Linked DNA regions of Rattus norvegicus: region 2 is linked to region 1. A link is a contact called in public Hi-C data. All regions are on one chromosome and are shown on one strand. The core of a region is the stretch at or near the end of the contact, and the rest is flanking DNA. Distances in the headings are between cores, read along the strand shown. Region 1 holds the start of Dph1 (diphthamide biosynthesis 1). Region 2 has its middle 71 kb from the start of Rpa1.

Region 1 (5,814 bases), core at 1,766-4,265:
GGATCTCAAAGTTGTAGTTAGAAGGCAGGGCATGGACAGCGGCCTGTAGCTGGGGACTGTTCAGGATCTCAGGGGGGATCTGATTGGCCAGTCGGCCCCGAGAGATGCGACCTAGAAAAACATTAAGGCCTGAGTCTGCATCTGCCCTAGACCACAGGGCAGCCAGAACCACTTAATCTGTTAACTCTAAATTGAAGGCCCAGATTCCACACACAAAGGATATCCATAAACCATGGGGGTGGGGGGTGGGGGGAGCTTCTATGCTGTGAGATTACAAGCAGTCATAAATGGGGGTATGGCTCACTCTTCAGGACTAGAGATGACACAAAACAGACCAAATAGCAAAAGGGTCCCACTGATTTGGCCCAAGTTGCTTAATCCATGCCTTTGTCCCTTTCCTCATTTAAAGGAACAATAAAGTCAGGCATGGTACGCACATCTATGATCCCAAGATGTCAAGATCAGTAAAGTCAACAAGATTTTGTTCTCCCCCCACCCCCCCCCACTTCCACCCCCCAAAAAAAATCTGGGCTGGGGAGATGGCTCAGCAGTTAAGAGCACTCACTGGCTGTTCTTCCAGAGATGCTGAGTTCGATTTGCAAAACCCACAGTGGCTCACTACCATCTGCAATGGGATCTGACACCCTCTTCTGTCCACAGGCATACATGCAAACAGAGCACTCAGAGCTTTTTTCTTTTAAAATATCTCTGAGTCTGAGGCTAACCTGTTCTACGTAGCAAGTTCCAGGCTACTCAGAGCTACACAGTGAGATCCTACCTCAAAAAAGAAAATCCCTCACAAAAATTGGAGGTGAAGAAAAGGTAAAGTGCTTGTCACACAACATGAGGACCTAAGTTCAGCTCTCCAGAACCCATGCAAAAAGCTGGTCACCACAGCAGGCCTGTAATCCCAGTGCTGAGACTTGCTGGACACCCGATCTAGCCCAATCAATGAGCTCTAGTTTAGGTGACAGACTGAATTAAAAATAAAGGTGAGGTGTGGAAGAGACAGTTCAGCTTTTACAAGCACTTGTTACTGACAGCAGCCTGCAACGCCAGCTCCATCAGGCATCTACAAACACACACACACACACACACACACACACACACACACACACACACACACACACGATTTAGCTGGCTTGGGTACAATGAAGCTTAGTTGTATAGCTCAGACTACTTGCTTAGCAATCCCCAGTGGTATGTATGTGTGTGCTGTCAGTGTGAATCTGTGTGAGTGCATGCATGCATGCTCTCTCGCGCTCTCTCTCTCTCTCTCTCTCTCTCTCTCTCTCTCTCTCTCTGTGTGTGTGTGTGTGTGTGTGTGTGTAATTTTTAAATTTTGGTGGTGGTGGTGTTAATGGTGGACGTCTAGGCCACCATGTTTGAGACCCTGTCTCAAAACAGCCACAATTGGTAAGTGGGGCAGTTCAGATCTTGGAAACTTGCTGCTTTTCTTGAGGACCAGAGTTTGATTTCCAGCTCCAGAGAAGTCTGAAACTCTCTTCCAACCACTTCTAGTACACACACAAATACTAAGACAAAAGACAAACACATCTGACTTTTTAACTAAAAGGAAATATGAGTTGATTTAGTAAGTTCCCTACTTCTTAGTCCTTATGTTCAACCTAAGTAGGCCAGAAAGAACACACTTTAGTGTGCTGATGGACAGATAAGGACAAAGGGGACCTTACACCTTAGGAGTTAACACTCTAACCTGAGCAAGGATATACAAATATGCCCTAAACAGAGACTACTAAAACCAGGGGGATGGCTCAGGACCTATGCTCCAACCCTGTGCAACCTTCCACATGGAGGGAGGTAATTCACTCCACTAGTCACCCTTTGACTTCCACAGGCACTGTGACACAGACTGTAAAATAAATAAATGCTAAAATTTTTTCTAATTCATTTTTTTGTTTGTCAGGCAGTGGTGGTACACGCCTTTGATCTGTGCACTTGGGAAGCAGAGGCAGGTGGGTCTCTGGGAGTTGCAGCTCAACCTGATCTTCAGTCAGGGCTACGTAGAGTAAACCTATATCAAAAAAAAAACAAAAACAAAAACAAAAACAAAAAAACAAAAAAACTGAGGCCGTTCAGCAAGGCGTTATCCTGGACTTCCCACTCTACCCAACAATATCTCACCAGGAACCAAAAAGTTGGGAAAAGACAAATTTAATCATCCCGTACCTACAGAAACTGTATCATGTACAAGAACCTCTTGCTAGGGCCCCTATGATAGGAGGGGTCCTCCCAGACCTGTGCTTTTATCTACTATGGTAGAGGGGTGCGTTGAAGAACTCTATTACCTGGAAAGCTGGAGTCCTGACATTATTAATAGTAATACTAATACTGTTAAGCGTTGGGTCAGTTTCATGGCCTTGGACAACGAGCTTAGACACGTCGGCTTCCCTACAGAATCTCTTCAGACAGGTCCAAATTTCTTGTGGGCTTTTGGGCACACAGAAGAGCAGTAGGCACCTCCTCCTTCCCCGCCCCTCCAGTTGAGATCTTTGGGCCAGGATAGTACTCTACACCTAGCACAAGGCTGAAATTTACTGGGCGCCGGCTAGTGCCTGGTAAAGGACACCAAGCTCCTCTTCCCATAAATAAAAACATATCCTCCGAGTCCGCTTGTAAAACGGAATGTGGTCCCTCCTTCCCTCCGGTCGGATCTGTCCTATCCCATCACTCTTCTGGGGTCTGTCTACTAGCTGGGATAGGGCGTAGTTCCGCCTTGAGGAAAGTAAACTCCCAGGAGGGACAGTTTTTGTATTTCCGAGGAAAAGACCAGTCCCTGGGTCTCCGGTGATGAGAGCTCAGAACTTATAACAGTACGACACCCTCGCGTCTCAAGGAAAAAGGAGTCATCTCCCGCCCTGTCCCTGACCTGGGGGGGTCCCACCAGAGATGCGAGGTCTGGAGGCCACAGCGTTGCAGCACCCACCTCTGCCAGGGCCGACTCGGCTTCCTGGCTCGGAAGTCTCGGGCACAACCAGCGCCGCCATCACTCAAGAGCCCACGTGGGGAACAAAAAGGCAGCGCCGGAAGAGTGCGGAGAGTGCAGACAGCACAATCGACCGCGGAGCTACCGAGCAGAGGGCGGAGATTCCAGGAGGGCGGAGACTAAAAGGAGATGAGGGCGGTGCTACAATGGGCACTGGTTGGTACAAAAGGTCTGGACTCTCAAGCCTCTCTGCGTCCCCTAGTGGTCCCCTTTGTTCCCACGCTCTTCAATAGCCTAGTTCAAAGCTGTTAGTCCCAGATGAGTGTACCTAAAGGAGTTCTGCCGGCCTCCCTGTTGTTCCCCACCTTCACTCTATTTCTTTCCTTGTAAGGTGTAGTCTGTCAGCTGACATGGGCACATTCTCTACCTCAGAGGACTCTGCTGTCCCAACAAGATGGAGCCTTAACGCCTACCAGCTTGGTGCGGATTTCTGTGTACCCATCGTGTGGAGGGTCGACATGGAGGAAGCTGGTACTCAAGGGAGAAACTGGAAACTGAAAAAGCTTTCTTGGAAGGACAGGGCAGCTTGAGGCTTCAATTCCCTAAACCTCCTGGGTCCTGACAAGCCTTTGCCCTCTCTAGTCTGTCCTTCAGGCTATAGCCTTTTTCCTGATCAGTGGACAGCACTCCTGGGACCCCAAAGAGAAGTCAGAGCAGTCAGCAAGACAGACTTGACCTTTGGAAGAACAAAGCACCTGCAGGGCTTACCTTCAGCCTTCTGCAACACGGTCACCAACACTCTGAACCCCCACTCCCATCCTCCTCTCTGCAGTGGTGAGCACAGCTGTCCCTTTAAGACAGCTCTGTGGCCTCAGGCTCCCCTGGAGGCCCTCCCTGCTTGGAAACCCCTAATTAAGGTGCAGAGAGATGTAAAAACAAGCAGCCAGGTACAGGCTTTGCCTAAGAGGCTGCTCAGAGGAGAGAGCAAGGCAGACTGGGAATGAGCAGCCAAGGAAGGGATGGAAAGGGTCAATGCCCCTTCAGTCTCTGTGACTCTTAAGACAGGCACAGCTTGACCCAGAATGTGCTCATCAGGGAATAATCATTCACCTTAAGAGTCCAGCCTATGCTTCTCCCAGCTTCTCTGGACATCCCTACCCCTCAGTGCATCCTGGAGCCCACTCTGCCACCTCTGCACACCAAAGCCTAGCCTGCCTGTGGACAGCTTCCGGTCTGGCTTTAGCTTCAAGTTCTATGGTGGAAAGATTGGTGCCAATGGCCCAGTGGCTTCTCCCCAGCAGCTGCCTCATCTCCTGGGACCTTTACCTGGTTAAAGGTCTGCCCTATTGACTCACATTGCTGTATAGCTTCTGTCACACACCAGCAGCCCTGCCCCTACTTAGGAAACTAGGTGATACAGAGGAAAACTGCAGTGCAAACCCATGATGGTGGTGTCCCTAAGACCTTGCTGAGGAACAGGACATTAGTACCTGTCAATCAGCTTGGGCTGAGGACATTTCCATCTGTCCGTGAGGGTCCCCCTTCCTGAGTTACTCAGCACTCTGAGTAATGACTGCCTGATGAGAAGTCAGGCTCAGTGGAACCCCCTCCCCCATTACACCACAACACCCACCGGCAGCCACCCCCATCCCCTGGCTGGACTCCAAGTCAGCATCCAGCCCTCCTAAATCCCAAAATAACTGCTCTCACACTCACACCGCCCAAGTTTGCCCAATATATTGGAGTTGATGGGGCAAGGGGGTCATGAGGGGGCGGCATGGGAAGGTGGAAAAAACGAATAGCAAGGCCCTCACACAGGCCCACATTTTAGTGCCGATTACTGGGTGCTGTTGAGCACATTTCTAGCCTCTCTGGGCCTTAGTTTTATGGAGTATCGCCACAGCTCTGTTCTAGAGTTGTTGGCCAGGGCTCAGGTGGTGCAGGGTCAGTGGAGTCACGAAGCTGGCAGGAACTAAGGAACTAAGGAACACTTGGTGTTCCCAACCCTAGAGGGAACCAAGCTGAGGAATGTTCTGAGTAAGATTACTTAGGATCTTCAAACATTTGTGCATTCTGTCCCTTCTAGGTGTCCTTTCCTCTCAACCTGTTGAACCCAGACTCCGAGAGCACCTTTTCTGATTCTCCCTCGAACCCAGCTCAAAGCAGGGGGCCTTAGAGTTCTGAGTGTCTGTATTCGTGCATACATGATAATGGCCTTGCTTTCGATCTTTCTATCACGCCGCCAAGTTTATTCTACGGAGAACTTAGGTCTCTGTTTAGATGGCAGCAGTCACATCAGCTCCACTCCCACTCCAACCCCCTAGTGCATCCGCATCCTGGGTCAGCTCCAGGGCAACGCCTCGCTTGTCTTCCTTCCAGACACTTCCACCATCTGAACTTTTCTCTTTCAGTCACATTAGAATATAAACCTAAGGAGGACAGGGGCCTTCTCGTTTCCATTGGCTGAATGTCCACAGAGTTTAATACACATAACTCTCAGTATGTTCACCGAGTGACCTGGCCTAGTCTTTTTCCTCTTAGGGAGTCCTTCTTATCCCAGGCCAGTAGGGGGTGCCGGCTTCCACCTAGGATCTCTACTGACTTGAACCTTCTCTGCACTTGGCCCAAAGGGCCCTAGCAGGACCGACCGGCTTTCCAGGCGGTACCTCCTCCCTAGTTGGAGAATCCTCTCATGGGCGGGGTCTGTGTGGGACTAATGGGGACCGGAGGCCTTCCAGCAGGAGATAACCCACCTGAACTCCCGTAGTTCTTTATACGATTTCAACTGGACATTCCCGAATGCTAGCTGTCCCGCACATCTACCCCCCCCCCCAAAAAAAAAGAACAATGTCTTGGGACTCTGGATG
Region 2 (5,814 bases), core at 1,329-3,828, 88 kb after region 1:
GTGGAGGTCAGAGGCCAATGTTTGGGTATTGCTTTTCTCCTTCTACCACGGGGCCAGGAACTGAACTCAGGGTGTCAGGCTTGACTGGCTTCTACCTACTAAGCTAACTTTCCCTCTTCTCTCTTCTTTCAACAACTCTTTGTGCTTCAAGCATTTTTTTTAAGTCCATTTTTAGTCTCCTTCCAAAGCTTTTGTGAGTCCTGCAACTGTTCTAGGAATTTTTATTTTCTTTTTATTGTTTTTGTTCACTTGAAAAACTTGCCAGGCGGGTTGGGGATTTAGCTCAGCGGTAGAGCGCTTGCCTAGCACGTGCAAGGCCCTGGGTTTGGTCCCCAGCTCCGAAAAAAAGAAAAAAAGAAAAGAAAAGAAAAGAAAAACTTGCCAGGCATGGTAGCAGAGGTCTATAATCCCAGTGCTTGGGAAGCTGAAGTAAGAGGACAGCTGTGAGTTCAAAGCCAGCCTGAGCCACATCGCAGGTTCAAGGCTAGCTTGGGATACATAGTAATGACCTGTCTCACAAAGGAAGGAAGGGAGGAAGGGAGGAAGGGAAGGGAAGAGGAGAAAGGGGAGAGGCTTGGCAGACCGTTTGTTAGGGCGTGGATATTGCTCTAGCTTTGGCCCTAGGTTGGGGGAAATAACACTTGAAGGGAGTAAGGATGGGGCTAGAGAAATGACTTAGTTGGTGAAGTGCTTGTTCTGTAAACATAAAACACACATTTGTATCCCCAGCACCCACGGAAGATGCTGGGCCATGGGGTCAAAGATAGTTCAGTGTGTAAACACACTTGCCGCCATGCCTGATGGTTTAAGTTTGATCCAAGTATTGGAGAAAGCCAAGTTCTGAGGATTGTTTTAGGACCACCACATAGGCTCTGGGACATATACACACAGACACATAGATGATATATAGATAGATAGATAGATAGATAGATAGATAGATAGATAGATAGATAGAGATAGAGAGATAGAGAGATAGAGAGATAGATAGAAGAAAGGGGCCAGGTATGGTGGTTTATACCTTTAATCTCAGCACTTGGAAGGCAGAGACAAGAGATCTTTGTGAGTTCAAGGACAGCCTGAGCTACATAGTGAGACTCTCAAAAATTGAAACTAAACCAAACTAAACCCAAACACACACACACACACACACACACACACACACACACACACACACACTCAAACTAAGTATAGCTCTGACTGCTGTTAAACTCTCAACCTTCCTGCCTCAGCCTTCCTCACGTCTTATGGTAGAATTACACGGAGCCATCAGCATGCCCAGGTCACATTTGATGTAGACCAAAATGCCCCCCACCCCCACGCCACACACACACACACACACACACACACACACACACACACACACGGTGGAAACTGATGGGAAGGGGGATGGGAGCATAGCCAGACAACAGCAGCCTATCCAAGACCAGGCACTCTGCTCCTTTCCATGCCTGCTGTGCGACTGGGGACGCAAAGCCCCAGCCAGTGTTTTCCGACCGCTTATCTGAAGACAAGGGGAGCCTGTGATTATGATTTCTGCTGATTTGCAATGAAACACTAATGCAGTGGGCTTTTCATTAAGCCAGATTTATTCAATCTAAAGCTAATCCTTTATTCAGAAAGTGCATCTTTATATGTTGTTGGGGGAACAGAGATGTTATAAAAAGAAATTTCTCTTATAAACTAATAGCACTGAAACATAGTGGTGGCCATGCCTTGGCGCCTCTCTCTCTCTCTCTCTCTCTCTCTCTCTCTCTCTCTCTCTGTGTGTGTGTGTGTGTGTGTGTGTGTGTGTGTGTGTGTACATGAATGCACACAGAGTAGCCCCTTCAAATTATTTCTGGGAGTTTACTCTTCTGTGGGATCTCGGGACTCAGTAAATGGTGATTGGGAAGTCTGCAGTTCTTGCCTTTTCTCTTGCCAGCCCAACCCCTTTGCATTCCAATCCAGGCTGTTAGCCGTGGCCGGCCCTTTCACCTGGAGTCTTTCCCCCTCTATTACCTGTCTTCCCATCATTTGCAGACAATTATTCTCAATAACTAGCCAATTACCCTTAAAGACAATTATACTCTTCCATCAGCAAACACGGATGTTCTTTTCTTGGGTCTTTTAATGAAGTCGATATTAAGGAGATACTTTATTTACATAAAGTCAAATGGCTCCCTTTTAGAAAGGTCTGGGTTCAATATCAAAGTTTTAAAATCTTAACTAGAGGATGGGTGTAGAGGGCTTTTGGCTAGGGTAGAAAAGAGGTGGCGATACTTATTCTGATGTTGCTTTAAAAGGTAGGATGCTCAGGGGAGTTGAAAGGATGGGATGGGAGGTGGGCTTCCTCCTCAAGCTAATGAAATCTAAAAGCAGGGATGAGCTGAACTCTAGGAGTGGAACCATTCAGAAATGTCTGCCTTTGACTGACCACAGCTCTTGCCCTCCCCTCCCCCAATCTCTCTGGGGACAGCCAGCACTAGGAGCTAATCGCTTCGGAAAGCCAGATTGAAATGTGTTGCTCGCCCTCCACTGCTTAGAAAAACTTTATTCCAGGCAACGACTGACCCAGACCGATCGTGGCATCTGCCAATCAGGAGGCCAAAGGTGCCGGCAGGGCGGGACCTAGCTGTGCAGAAACTGCTCCGTTAGCGCCGCTCACAAGAAAAAGCTGGGGGAAAGCCTGCCGTTTTATCTCTCTCGGCAGGTGGCCCCTCTCTTTGATGCTTTGGGACTCACCTGTAACTGTCTTCACTTGACTTGACCTAGGCAAAATAACAGCAAGATGCAGGTTCTCGACGTTAGAAGGGGAAAGAAAAAAAAAAAAAAAAAAAGCTCCAAACCGCAACACAACCCGGAAGTGTGCCCCTGCTGTGTTTCTAAAGAGCTGTTTTCTTCCCAAGCTCTACAGCGTGGTGGCTCTAATCGGAAATTTCTTTTTAATCATAGCAGGAGTCCCAATTAGCGTGTTGGGTAATCTTTCAAGTAGAGCGGGAGTTCCATGGTCACATAGAGCAGAGGCAATATTCGGCTTAAAGCCCTAGAGAAAGAGGGGTTATGGGTCTGTGCACGCATGTGTGTCAACGAACATGTGGTTTGTGGAGGCTGGCTTCTCACTCTCAAAATGAGGTGTGTGCACCCCAGGCCTCCTGATTCTCAAAGCTTTATTAGGACCAGAGGGACTGTGTGTGTGGAGAGGTGTTGCTCACAGTGCAGAAACCCCAACCTGGCTTCTCCAGGAGTTTATGTGCCAACACTCAAGCTAGCACATCCCCTAAAGGTATGGGTGTGAGGGACCAAGGACATTGCAAGACAGCAGGCACAGAGTTCTGGGATGCTCCTGTACTCTCCATGCAATAGGCTGTACCCCAGACTCAGCCGCCACCCAGGGCCAGCTCTGATCTGGCTTGACCTACTTTCTTCTGTTGTTGTTTTTGGAAGTGCTGATGTCAATGCAGAATTCAGCAGAGTGGCTGAGTGAGAAAAAAGAGGAGGGGGAGGAGAGAGAGAGAGAGAGAGAGAGAGAGAGAGAGAGAGAGAGAGAGAGAGAGAGAGCAGAGAACACAAGGCAATGGCCACAAGGTCCCTGCCACTACACTAACTGACCCCCACCCCCACCCCCACGGCTTACCCAATATAGCTGAGAGACCCAGTGCTACGGCTTCAGGCTAAGTAACTGGGAAGAGCTGGACAGATATCTCTCTTCTCTCTCTTCATCCAACAAGGGGCAGGAGGGGGTGGCCAGGCAGCCATAGCCAGCTGTGCCACCCCACGGTGAGGAGCCAGACGTTTCGGGCACCCCTCCTTCCCTGAGTGCCTAGAGGTGCTGTGTTTGCAGTCTGTCATGCCTACCGTCGGAGAGAGGCCACTGGGATTTGGTGGAGGTTCTCCACACATGCTGGCCTGGAGGAAATTGGTCTTTAGGGACACTGAAGGCAGTTTCCTCTGTTCAGTGGCTCCTTGGAAACCCACATGACAGAGCTCTCATGGCAACTTGCAGGCTCTCAACTCCCATTCTTAGATGCCCCAAGAACTGTATGGTTTAGGAGAGCCCAGGTGTGAGGTGAATGGGAGGACCCTCCAGAGAGTCGTTGCCTACCCTTCTGAACTTTAACATGGCCCAGCTTTCCATTCCCCAACTGAGGAGAATCCAGACCTGGGACAGAAGGGAGGAAGCCTTTGTTTCTGACCATTTGCAAACCTCAGCCTCTGAAGCACCTGCACAAGAAACTGCCTCAGGTCATCTCCTGGGCTGAACTCTTCCTTCCGGGGGACTCATGGACAGCAGGATCCTTCCGATGAAGCAGTGACAGATCCATGCTTTCACGAAATGGAAAGCTCTTGGCCTCAGGATTCCACACAGACAATGCATTTCCCTCAATCAGGCGAGGCTGGGGACCAGGGAAGGTTAGAATCTTCTGCTCACTCTTGGATCCTTCCGCTCCCCCAAACAAGAGTGGGAATGATTAAAATAATTTTTTTCCTGCTCCATGAGCTCATACAGTTTTCAGATACAGAGGAGACAAAGCCCTCCTATGCTGAAATTAGACCCCGAAAAATAGGTTATCTTGTTTCTATAATGTGATGTAGCGTGATGTAGTGGCGGGAGTGCAGGATGGGCTGCCTGGGCCTGCGCCTTCCCCCCAACTTAACCTCGGGTTTCTTGCCGGGATGATAATTCTCCCCATCTCCCTCCTCTGGTGGGCTGGTGGAAAGCGTAATGAATCAACCCTTGAAGCGCGCTGAAGAGGCCAGACTCTGGATGCCATGTAAGTACACAGCGTCACCAGCCACCTCTCGAGTCTACACGGAGCTGATTTATTTACCTCCCATGAAAGAGACAACAATCATCATATTTACACTTCGTGCCGCAGCTTCCTGCGTGGCGCCGCAGCACCCCCTCCCTCTCTGGGGCTGAGGACTCCATTAAGCCTGCTGCCTTTCCAGTGAAGACAGCAGCCCTCTCTCAGCCTTTCCCTGGGCCTTACAGATCATGACCTTCTACCCGTGAGGTCTGTCGCCTAAAAACCACTGTACACAGGGGGTTGCAGCCTCTCTATGGGGAGGCTGAGGAAATGAATTCCGTAGGTAAAAGGCTTCCTAGGAAATCAGACGCTGCTAGTAATTAAGGAGCGAGGCATAGGTGCGTGAAAGGTAAATGGATGTTATTTAAATGTTGCGTCATTTAAAGAGTGTCCTGGTGCTTGAGTTCCTTGTTACCATGCAGGGCTGTGGACGGGTGGCAATTAGGCTGGCACAGGTAGAGCTCACCTGCTGAGCTGAGGGAGGGTGAGGACACACCTTCTGGTAATTGCTCCTGGGCAGCTCTGGGTCCCCCTCCCCGCCCCCACACACACTTCTTTCCTGGCTCTTGACAGCTCTTTCATTAGCATACAGGGCTGGTTGCCCTTACCCAAAAAATAATGTTGGAATATAAGAAAGAGAAGAACCAAAGAGAAAGCCAGAAAAGTTCCTATTAGGTATGGATTGGCAGCCAAACCTGGCCGAGAGAATCCATGATGGTCCACGTGTGGGACACTGTGGTAACAGGGTCCAGCACAAGAGCTCCTTGAGTTTGCCGCCTGCCAGGAAACAAGATGAACAGATCATCTGTCCTCAGAGCACAAGCCAGGGACTGACTCTCCAATACTTAGGGCATGAGGGTGATGTCAATAGAGGTCCCCTAAAGAATGATGTTTCTCTTTCCATGCTGATCCTGGTCACCAGAACAGCAGCTTCAGTCTGCACAGCAGGACAGGCTATGGGGTTCTGCTGCTCTCCCGCTTATAGGTAGCAGAGGGTGGGGTGGGGTCCCCTAGCATTGCCACTCCC

What was found. Hi-C and Micro-C count contacts between places; a contact is called where the count stands out from the background.
Region 2: a contact with region 1 is called in a Hi-C map of liver, with 4 times the contacts expected there. The contact joins the enhancer-like site here to the promoter of Dph1 in region 1. A contact is called at or near these places in 12 of 12 Hi-C or Micro-C datasets (the A7r5 cell line, the Rat2 cell line, Schwann cells and 7 more) and 1 of 1 datasets of contacts at active chromatin or transcription factors (oligodendrocytes).

Annotation. Positions count from the first base shown.
Region 1 is chr10:60,535,087-60,540,900 of GRCr8, forward strand. Dph1 (diphthamide biosynthesis 1) reads right to left here and starts at 3,016. Exons shown (of 13, transcript NM_001105809.2): 1 at 2,948-3,016; 2 at 1-111. The coding sequence starts at 3,008.
Region 2 is chr10:60,623,978-60,629,791 of GRCr8, forward strand. No RefSeq gene overlaps it. Among named protein-coding and RNA genes, the nearest start is that of Rpa1, 71 kb to the right of the region's middle. Within about 2 kb of position 2,579, at least 19 of the 93 cell types and tissues checked have an H3K27ac peak or open chromatin away from gene starts, as enhancers often do. A contact at or near this core is called in Schwann cells, hepatocytes and liver, where this site is marked.